Linked DNA regions of Mus musculus: regions 1 and 3 are each linked to region 2. Evidence: chromatin contacts called from public Hi-C data. All regions are on one chromosome and are shown on one strand. The core of a region is the stretch at or near the end of the contact, and the rest is flanking DNA. Distances in the headings are between cores, read along the strand shown. Region 1 holds the start of 9330175M20Rik (RIKEN cDNA 9330175M20 gene). Region 2 has its middle 72 kb from the start of Cavin2. Region 3 holds the start of Cavin2 (caveolae associated 2).

Region 1 (3,070 bases), core at 108-2,607, 120 kb after region 2:
ACATCCTCCTTTTGTTTCCAATTTGGCCTTTAGTAGGAAAAGCCATCAACCTTTAAGCTTCGGGTCATATAGAAAGAGTACAAGCAATACATTCGTGTTGAATGAGTGCCATAAAAATTAAAATTGGGGCTGGAGAGATGGCCCAGTCAAGAAAGTATGTACCTGCCAAATAAGTATAAGGAGCTGAATTCAGATTCTCCAGCACCCATGTGAAACAGTAGGGTCCAGCAGCAGCATCCATTAGTAATCCCAGTACTGGGGAGGCAGATGCAGTCCTAGGGATTTCTGGCCAGCTAGTTTAGTCAAAAGAATGAGTCCTAGAGTCAGTGAGAGGCCTGTTTCAAAAAATAAGGTGAAGTAATTGAGAAAGACATCTGAAAAAAAAAAAGACATAAAGAGATCTATACACACACGCACACACACACATTAGGAAGAGACCTAACTCATATTGGGCATGCTGTAGGGTAGCCATTCTTATTTATTCTAATAAGGACCATCTAGTTCTAGAAGCTGGGGTTAAAGCATTCTTATTTAAAAGAAAATTCTCCAGTAATTCTAGGTTTACTTAGAGACACAGGGTTAAGAACAATTGCATAGGGACTGAACGTTTAGGAGGTGGGGTGGCAGGAGACGAGTGAGTCACAGATTGCTTAAAAAGCCAAAGTAGCCCTTATGCAGAGAACAGATGACTTTGGAGGGAGCTTGAACCCACACTTACTCTGTTCACCCAGCATTTCAGGAGCAGCCGGGTCTTTTCACAGCCTCTGGGCTTTGTCCCTGCCTCTGCACACCCACGGACAGTGTGCTGGCTGGCAACAGATTTACAACAGTGGGCTGCTGTCTGTCGGAAATCTTTGACTGGGGCAAGCTGGAATATGACCCCTTTCTCCTTCAAGTTTATCATCAATCAATGGTGCTCTGCCAACTCTATCAAGAGGATCCTAATCTCTTTTGCCCTTACGCTTCAAGAAAAGATTAGGCAGCAATCAAGAGCTTCTTGCCGGTAGGTTCACAAGGACTTTTCACACAAGGGCAAACACCCAGTAGGCTCCCAGAAAGCATCCCACTCAAGGGAGAGTAAATAGGTGATTGGATGCGGGTGCTTTTTGTCCCTGCGAAAGAAGACAACTTCCTGTGTATCATCAAAGATATTCGTGCCCTAGAATCTCTACTTTCTCCTGTGTTTGAATATAACGCTATAAGATAATGTTGGGATTCATGCAGCCCCGCTTTACTCCATTGATAGTAAGTCAGGACCATACCTAAACGAGTGGCTGAGCCTGGGTAAATGTCAAGGCAGTCACTTTTCAGACGGAGCTGTGGGCTTCGTGGCGTGCTTGTCCTTCTGTACCGTTCCTGATCACCTCCGGGAGTGGCCACCAAACGGAGCTCACAGTCACTGCCCCACATTTCATTGTTTCCCATGTGCCTTTAAGGAATCACTCTTGATCTCAGTCATAAAATTGGAAAGCCACACAACTGACAAGATGATCCCCCCAAGGCAGCTGAAATATGGGGTAGATTGAAACCGACAGTTAATTTGTAGCAGTAAAAAATAATGATATCATCATAAAACAAGTTTAAGATTAGACGAGGCTCAAACACTGTGCGCCCACAGGATATATAGATGGGTATTGTCGAGCTTAAATAACAAAGCAAAACAAAACTGAACCTCCCGGCTTCACTGGGCGAACCCTGTGTGCTCTTTTATGGTACACTACCGCCATCTGCTGGCTGGAACCAATAAAAGTCTAGCAGTCTCCTAAATCCTGGAATATTCCACTGTGCAGAGCCTGCTGTTAATTGCTATACACACGGAAACATATTTTTAACCTCCCAATATCAGTAAAATGATACAAATAAATCAGAGCTCCCTAGAATAACAAACAAATGAAAGAACCTAAGAGGCTAAAGACTGCCAAAGCGCCCCCCCCCCATCTGCCTGCCTCCAAGCTGCCCTTGCTTCAGGAGTACATCCCTAGCACATTGCCTTGTTAGCCCTGAGCTCCCTACACGCATTTTGCTTCCGCCTTCCTCCTCTCCAGATGCCTTCTCTCCCAGGCATCCTACAACCAGCACTTCAGTGATAGGCAAAGCAGCAGCTCTCAGCTAAAAACAGCCTCCTCCTGCAGATCTTAGGGAGGAAAACCACAGGCACTTGTCTTGTTCAGGGAAAGCAAAGCCCCAGTTGCATTAAGTGAGAAAAGGAACCGTAGGCTTTCAGAACCCTCTGAGCAGCGTTTTGCATGTTTTCCTCGGGGTTTACCTTACATTATGTCTGGATGCTCTAACGTGGCAACAAGTGTTCTTAAGAGGCAGAAAGGATAGAGGCTTTATAAGCAAATAAAATCTAGCCACTATAAAACCCTCCCCATTTTATAGTGTGTGCTCAATCTTACCACTTTAGACTTTCTGTTACTGTCACCACAGGCCTCGGGATACCAAACTCTCCGGGAATAAAGGAGCCCTTACTTAGCACATCTTCCTTCTTCAACATGACTTGTGGGTTGTTTTTGTTTGCTCGTTCGTTTGTTCATTTGTTTTTATTTTTTTAATTGCCTACAATTTCATTTTCTCCAAGTTAGCACGTAGTCATTGTGTAATAGAACATTTTATAAAAAGGCTTTCGAATTTTTACTTATTTAGAGAGCTTTTTATGTCACTCACACCACCATGCCCACCATTAGACAACAATGGCCTTTAAGCAAAATGTCTTGGTTTTGCTTTGTTCCTCTGGGAGAGAAGTGGTAAGGCAGAGACAAGCTGCATGCTGCAGGTCTCTACAAGCTGTGGCAGTCATGAGTCCAGATAAACTGATGGGCCCCATGGACAGGATCACTCTCCCAGCTAGTTGCTGACTGTCCTAAATATTTGAAATGTTCAGAGAACTCTGTGTCCAGCCACCACCGCTGCCCATCACCCCTTCCACACTACAACCTCATAAGCTTACAAGTAAACACTGGATAACAGAGTCTTGAGTACAGTTTCCAAGGAAGTATGTTAATATGCTAATGCGTTTACAATCACCTTCTGTGTGTTTTTGACACTCAGTGTCATCAAAAGAGACAAC
Region 2 (2,854 bases), core at 266-2,765:
AGTTAACGCAATTTTGAAAAACCTTTCTGGAATTCAAGGCCTGTGACTCATTTAGCATTAATAACTTGTTGAAAAATTATTTTTAATTATATTGGGGGCACAATATGTGCATGTGAGCACACATGTCCTCATAGGCCAGAGATGTTTGATTTCCCTGGAGCTAGAGTTTCAAGCATTGTAAGCTGTCAGATAGGGATGGTGGAAATCATACACAGATAGATCCCCTGCAAGAGCAGCATGTGTATGTGTTTGTAACCACTGGGCCATCTATCCAGACCACAAGTTGCAGAGTTTAAAGTTTATTAACATAAACCATTTCAAGTTATACACTTTCAAATTAATCTCAAACTAAAATGAAGATTATACCCATTAAGCATACCATTTAAGGACTGAATATTAGACATATGCATTACTGGTGGTTGCCTAGCAACCAGGGTATCTGCACTTAGAGTAAGTCTGTCCTAAATACTCATGTACGGTCCATGATGAGGAGCTATGCACTTGGCTTTATTTACAAGACAGGGTGTAGCTTTAATGGTATTAATGGTTCTGATTTTGCTACTCAAACGAGATAAGTTTCGATGATAAGATTGGGAAGGTGGTACCATGGTCATTAACCAACCAAGTGCTTTTGACAAGCAGTTCTAAGATTGATGCCTGCTTATCAAAGCCATGATGCCAATCATTGCCCATCACGGATTACATTACTTAATGTCAGGTAACCATCTCAAGGTTTAAAAATGTCTTGTGGAAAGTATACCTTGCCTCCATATTATAATTTTCTACAGAATACGAGATTAACTTATGAGTGCCTTAGAGCAATCCCAAGACTATCCTATTTTTTTAAAAATGCCTCAGGTAGGCCCCCCAGTCACAAAAGTGTCACCTTTCATCCCATCTTCTGCTGCTGAAGAACATTGTAACGAATAACCTTTCTAATTCCGTAAGCACTATGTCTGCACATTTACATTGTTGGAGTCCCTCGTGAAACAATTGCCAAGGAGCACTCTGAGGCACTGCAGCTGTGCCCTGCCAACTGTGTTTGGCTGCCCAGCTCCTTCTGGGCTCCCAAAGCTGGCAAGCTAATATGCTAATAGAATTCATTAGCCTGGGCTTTGACAGACAGTTAAAACAGGACTCCACATCAGCACTCCAGCACTGCAAAGCCATTTCATGAGGCACAGCTAATTCAAAGAAGATGATGACAGGGTTTGCAATCAGGGAACATTAGCATGTTGGGGCAGTGGAGAGGCTGAACATCCTAGGCAGGCAAAACTGCCAGCAGCCCTGATTTGATTTCTGCCATCACCGTTGGGCCTGGCAAAGAAAACCAGAGGTAATGGGATACACTGAGAGACCAGGCACAAGGACTGGCCTTTGAAGTAATTATTCTCTGGGGTAACAAGGGACAAGATGAAAAAGCTTTCAGGGACAGACAGTGGACACCCATGGGACCAAGTTTCCATTACAGCATGACACTGTGTTGAGCCACTCTCTCCACTTGAGAAAACAGAGTACTAAATAGGCTGTCCAGAGGGAGAGGACACAGGGAGTTTGTGGAGGAAATGGAGCTGTAGAGAGGTACAGCAAGGCAGAGGCTGCCAAGGGCCCATAAGAGAGCAACAATCATGAGGGATGCTTCAGCATCTCTGATGGCCGCCATGATCACTCCCTTGCCTTGCATCCATTAACCTCTACATTCATCATACTATAGAGGAAATAATAGGGGAGGGAGAAGCCAGAAGCCTAAGCTGGGGAGCAGTAAAATCCCTTAAGCCTTTGACAAAACAAATAAGCCTTCAGTGTCTCCCTGTTGGGACTCTTGGCTCTGATAAGCCTTCAGCATTCAGTATCTCCACATGGGAGCCCTTGTCTCTGTCCAGCTGAGAGCCTAAGCAGAATGATTATGGAAACACTTTCTGGAAGTGTGAGACTTTACGAGTCTGAATATAACCAAGCTCACCCGGCAATCCGTTATAGAGAAAGAGACCCAAAGTTAAAGCTGAACCAGAAATGAATCATCTCTCGTTTTATGGTAAATGCGTCTGAGTCAACTCTGAGGTCACCGGCTAAACTGGAAGTGTGCATGTTGCTAGCCGGTGGAGGTTCTAATTGTGTTCTAACCTTGAGCCTTCTCTGTACTGCTTGCTCTTCATCTTTACAAGAGAAGTTTCCCTAGCAGAGAATGACCACTAGACCAAGACTGACAATGAGATGATGCATAAATTATGTCACCTTTACCCTGCTTGGTTTAAGAAGCGGGACCCAAGGCACTTTTAGATATTAGCCTTTGCCCAGCACACACACAAACCCACACACTCACACACACTCAGGCATGCGTGTACACACATGTACACCCACACACAAATGCACACATCATATACACACATATACACACAGGCATGTATACACACGCACACCAGATTCCAGTGATGCTATATATTTTGAAGGTGTTTGTTTTTTAATTTGGGCACGTAACAAAAGCTACTCAGTATAATTATCAGCTATATGCATTATGTGTTTTCTCCAAAGTCCCCCATCTCCTTTCTTGCTTTCCTGTTTGAGAACTGCATCTCCACCACAGCTGCCATTGATATTCTTCAGCAGTATAACTTTGTTATTTCTGTAATTTCAACTATTTCCACTGTGGAAACAGTTTTCTACCAGCTTCAGGACCAATTTTTCATTGTCCTGTTGGAGAGCATTAGTGATGGACACTGAACTGGCAAGCAATGTGCTTTGCCACATAGCCACCAATTCAAATTTCCCTTGTCCAGAACTCCTCCTCCTGTGACCTGTTCCCACGAACAATGTCATTATCTCAGTATTTATCTAGTACAAAACTGAAATCACC
Region 3 (3,037 bases), core at 415-2,914, 72 kb after region 2:
AAATTGCAAATTTTCCAATGTGGAATCATAAAAATTGATGAAGGTAATGTCAGAGGAGCCCTTGAGCCATGGGCAGCTCCTATAACAGATGAGAATCTGCAGCTGTAATAGTTAACATTTGGGAGGAGAAATCTCTGTGAGTGACAGCAGGATAAGAGCTTCATCGGCAATGACTGGGATGTCGCCATGGAGGAGAGGCCCTTGAAAAGCTGATAAAGTCCTCCGATATTTTTGAAATAATGACACTCTCTGATTTGCCCACAAACGTCAAATGTAAAAAAGATGTGCTATCATTATATCGTATAATTTTGTTAGAAAATTAAGCTTCTGAAAATCAACACCAGATTCATGGTTTTTGCTTTTAATATTTAACACATCAGTGTCCAACTAAAATACACAAAATATAAGTTGTTTGTTTGAGAAACTTTTTAAAAAAATTCTTAAAAGGTACAAGCAATCAAATCTTCTTTTGGCATTTTGTAATCTTGGTTCCTAAAGGTCTCACTTTAAGTGTTATCTACCAATTATCTGAGGAAACTGGGAGCCTCTATAATGTCTTTAATGCATCTTCCTAATGAGCAGGTACTCAGTGAGGGACCTGGCACATGCTCTGTGAATGTTACATATGACTAAGTGTAAGGCAACCAATGAATATACCACCATAAGATCTACTGTTTCTTCGGCATACACAGAGGTATTGCCGTTAAGGCAATGTCCCACGATCAGTTCCTGACCCAGTACTAGCTGACATTTGTTCTTGAAATCCTTCATGGCATGCCTGTCACAAACCTTCAGCCAAAAGCACTTTCACAATCTGGATACATTTAAGACCAATTCAAGCATGTAAAGTCATTTTAGGAAGTGAGTCCCACATCCCAAGGGCCCGGCTAAGGAGGGCCACATGTGAGAACAGGTGTGCCACTTCACTGAGCAAGAACCTGGAAATGTCAAGCGTTAGAACCACTCCAACTCAACCTGGCTTGCAGTCACACTTCTGGACCTGTGTCAATAAATGCCTCGCAAAGATGGGGACTGAGAAATGCTCTGCATGAATTCAGAATTACTGGAAACAAACCAGCACTTTTTTTTCTCCAAAGGGACTACTTGAGGAGAGGGTCTCTGCCTTCCATCTTCTAAGAAAGCATTCATTTAAGAGATTTCCATCTCTTACAGAACAGTTCACAGTATGCAACACCACTTGCTTTGACATCCCTGAGTCTAAGCTCTTTCAAGTTGGATTGCATGCCATCTTGCAAGAGGACAGGACACCAAGCTGAGTTCCTTGTCAGTTTCAGAATAATCTCCTGTGCTTTGCAAATGAGAAACTAATAGCACGAACCTGGCCCTGGCGTCACAGACCCTTTCAACTCGGCGCCTCCCCTAAAGGGCACTCGGTGTTCTGCAACCTATCAGTCAGCTCTGGGGCAAGAGCAAACAATTCCTTTCTGTTACAATAACTTGTATCCAGGAAAAAAAACAGGCGCTCTGTAACATAGCAGCCAGAGAAAAGTTTACTAGATTTAGCCAATCAGAGGCTGGGGAGCTCTGCCAAGTTAACATGTTTCTCTCCGCCTCTAAATGAACTCATGATTGAAATATGGCATTGAACTTTTTTTTTTTTTAAGGGAAGGGGTGTAGGAAAGAAAAGCCACTGCAGAAAAGAACTCGGGCTTGTGCGGAGTGTGGCTAGGAAGTGTGTGCTTGTCACTGAACCCTGAGTGGGTCCTGTAACCTTTGCCTTCCACTGGGTGGAGCAGGTCCTTTAAGAGCAACTGGAATGCAGTTCCCCTGATCAGCTTAGCCAGTTATTCAAAACCTCTGCTAGCCCTAGAGAGCAGTGCTCACTTCAGACCAACCAGCCTCCTGTGCTTCTAGCTTGAGCAAGAAGTTTCCAGCGGGGAAGTAAGTTTCTAGCTGCCCAGCCATGGGAGAGGACGCTGCACAGGCAGAAAAGTTCCAGCATCCAAACACAGACATGCTCCAGGAGAAGCCATCCAGCCCCAGCCCAATGCCTTCCTCCACACCGAGCCCCAGCCTGAACCTGGGGTCCACAGAGGAGGCCATCCGAGACAACTCGCAGGTGAATGCTGTCACCGTGCACACACTCCTGGATAAATTGGTCAACATGCTGGACGCCGTGAGGGAGAACCAGCACAACATGGAACAGCGTCAGATCAACCTGGAGGGCTCGGTGAAGGGCATCCAGAACGACCTCACCAAGCTCTCCAAGTACCAGGCCTCCACCAGCAACACAGTGAGCAAGCTGCTAGAGAAGTCTCGCAAGGTCAGCGCTCACACGCGGGCTGTCCGGGAGCGCCTCGAGAGGCAGTGTGTCCAGGTGAAGAGACTGGAGAACAACCACGCCCAACTCCTCCGACGCAACCACTTCAAAGTGCTCATCTTCCAGGTCAGTGTCCCCAGCATACCCCTCCACCTACTTGAGCTCAGTCCTCCGAGCTTTCAAGGCCATCTTCCCATCTGCCCTGCCAGTCAAGCTTCTCTCTCACACACAAAGCTTTGTCTTCTAGCTGCCTGCTGCAGGCAACTGTGAAATGTGGCCATAAGGATTGGAATCTCCCCCATCCTTCAGGCAATGCCTGTGTGCCTGGCAAGCTGGGGACATTTGTCAGTGAACACCTAGATGCACTTGGTTAAGGGTGAGAAACTGAGCAGGTGCGGGCACCCACTCTAGTCAAATTCATTTGTCTCTTTTCATTAGGAACTTGCGGCTGCGATTGCAGCTGTTAGCTGGACAGGGCAAATTAATCCAGTGGCTGTTTATTAACTCTTAGTGGAAGTGAGGTAACTGTGTGAAGGATTTGTTTTCTTTTGCTCTGACCAAGACACACACAACCTTTAAACCATCCTTTTTCCAAGGGCCCCTGGTGTTTGGGAAATTACCAGAATGGAAAGTTGAACTAGTCTTGTTCTTGAAGTCATCTTTTGTCAAAGCAATCTCTAGTTTGTCTCTAGAAAATGATGCCAATAAATGTGGGAAGCAAAGTATAGCTCCTTACAGACATGTTAATTATGTCCC

Evidence for each region. Hi-C and Micro-C count contacts between places; a contact is called where the count stands out from the background.
Region 1: a Hi-C map of the N1E-115 cell line shows a contact between it and region 2, with 3 times the contacts expected there. The contact joins the promoter of 9330175M20Rik here to the enhancer-like site in region 2. A contact is called at or near these places in 7 of 484 Hi-C or Micro-C datasets (the N1E-115 cell line, cortical neurons, embryonic stem cells and 3 more) and 1 of 115 datasets of contacts at active chromatin or transcription factors (astrocytes).
Region 3: a contact with region 2 is called in a Hi-C map of the N1E-115 cell line, with 3 times the contacts expected there. The contact joins the promoter of Cavin2 here to the enhancer-like site in region 2. A contact is called at or near these places in 3 of 39 promoter capture datasets (cranial neural crest and embryonic stem cells), 2 of 484 Hi-C or Micro-C datasets (the N1E-115 cell line and embryonic stem cells) and 1 of 9 other capture datasets (adipose tissue).

Annotation. Positions count from the first base shown.
Region 1 is chr1:51,332,422-51,335,491 of GRCm38.p6, forward strand. It overlaps 9330175M20Rik (RIKEN cDNA 9330175M20 gene), which reads right to left and starts at 1,358. Exons shown (of 5, transcript NR_045151.2): 1 at 1,263-1,358.
Region 2 is chr1:51,215,371-51,218,224 of GRCm38.p6, forward strand. No RefSeq gene overlaps it. Among named protein-coding and RNA genes, the nearest start is that of Cavin2, 72 kb to the right of the region's middle. Within about 2 kb of position 1,516, at least 56 of the 459 cell types and tissues checked have an H3K27ac peak or open chromatin away from gene starts, as enhancers often do. A contact at or near this core is called in the N1E-115 cell line, where this site is marked.
Region 3 is chr1:51,287,462-51,290,498 of GRCm38.p6, forward strand. Cavin2 (caveolae associated 2) reads left to right here and starts at 1,665. Exons shown (of 2, transcript NM_138741.1): 1 at 1,665-2,407. The coding sequence starts at 1,925. All of the region lies in intron 2 of 9330175M20Rik (RIKEN cDNA 9330175M20 gene), which reads right to left.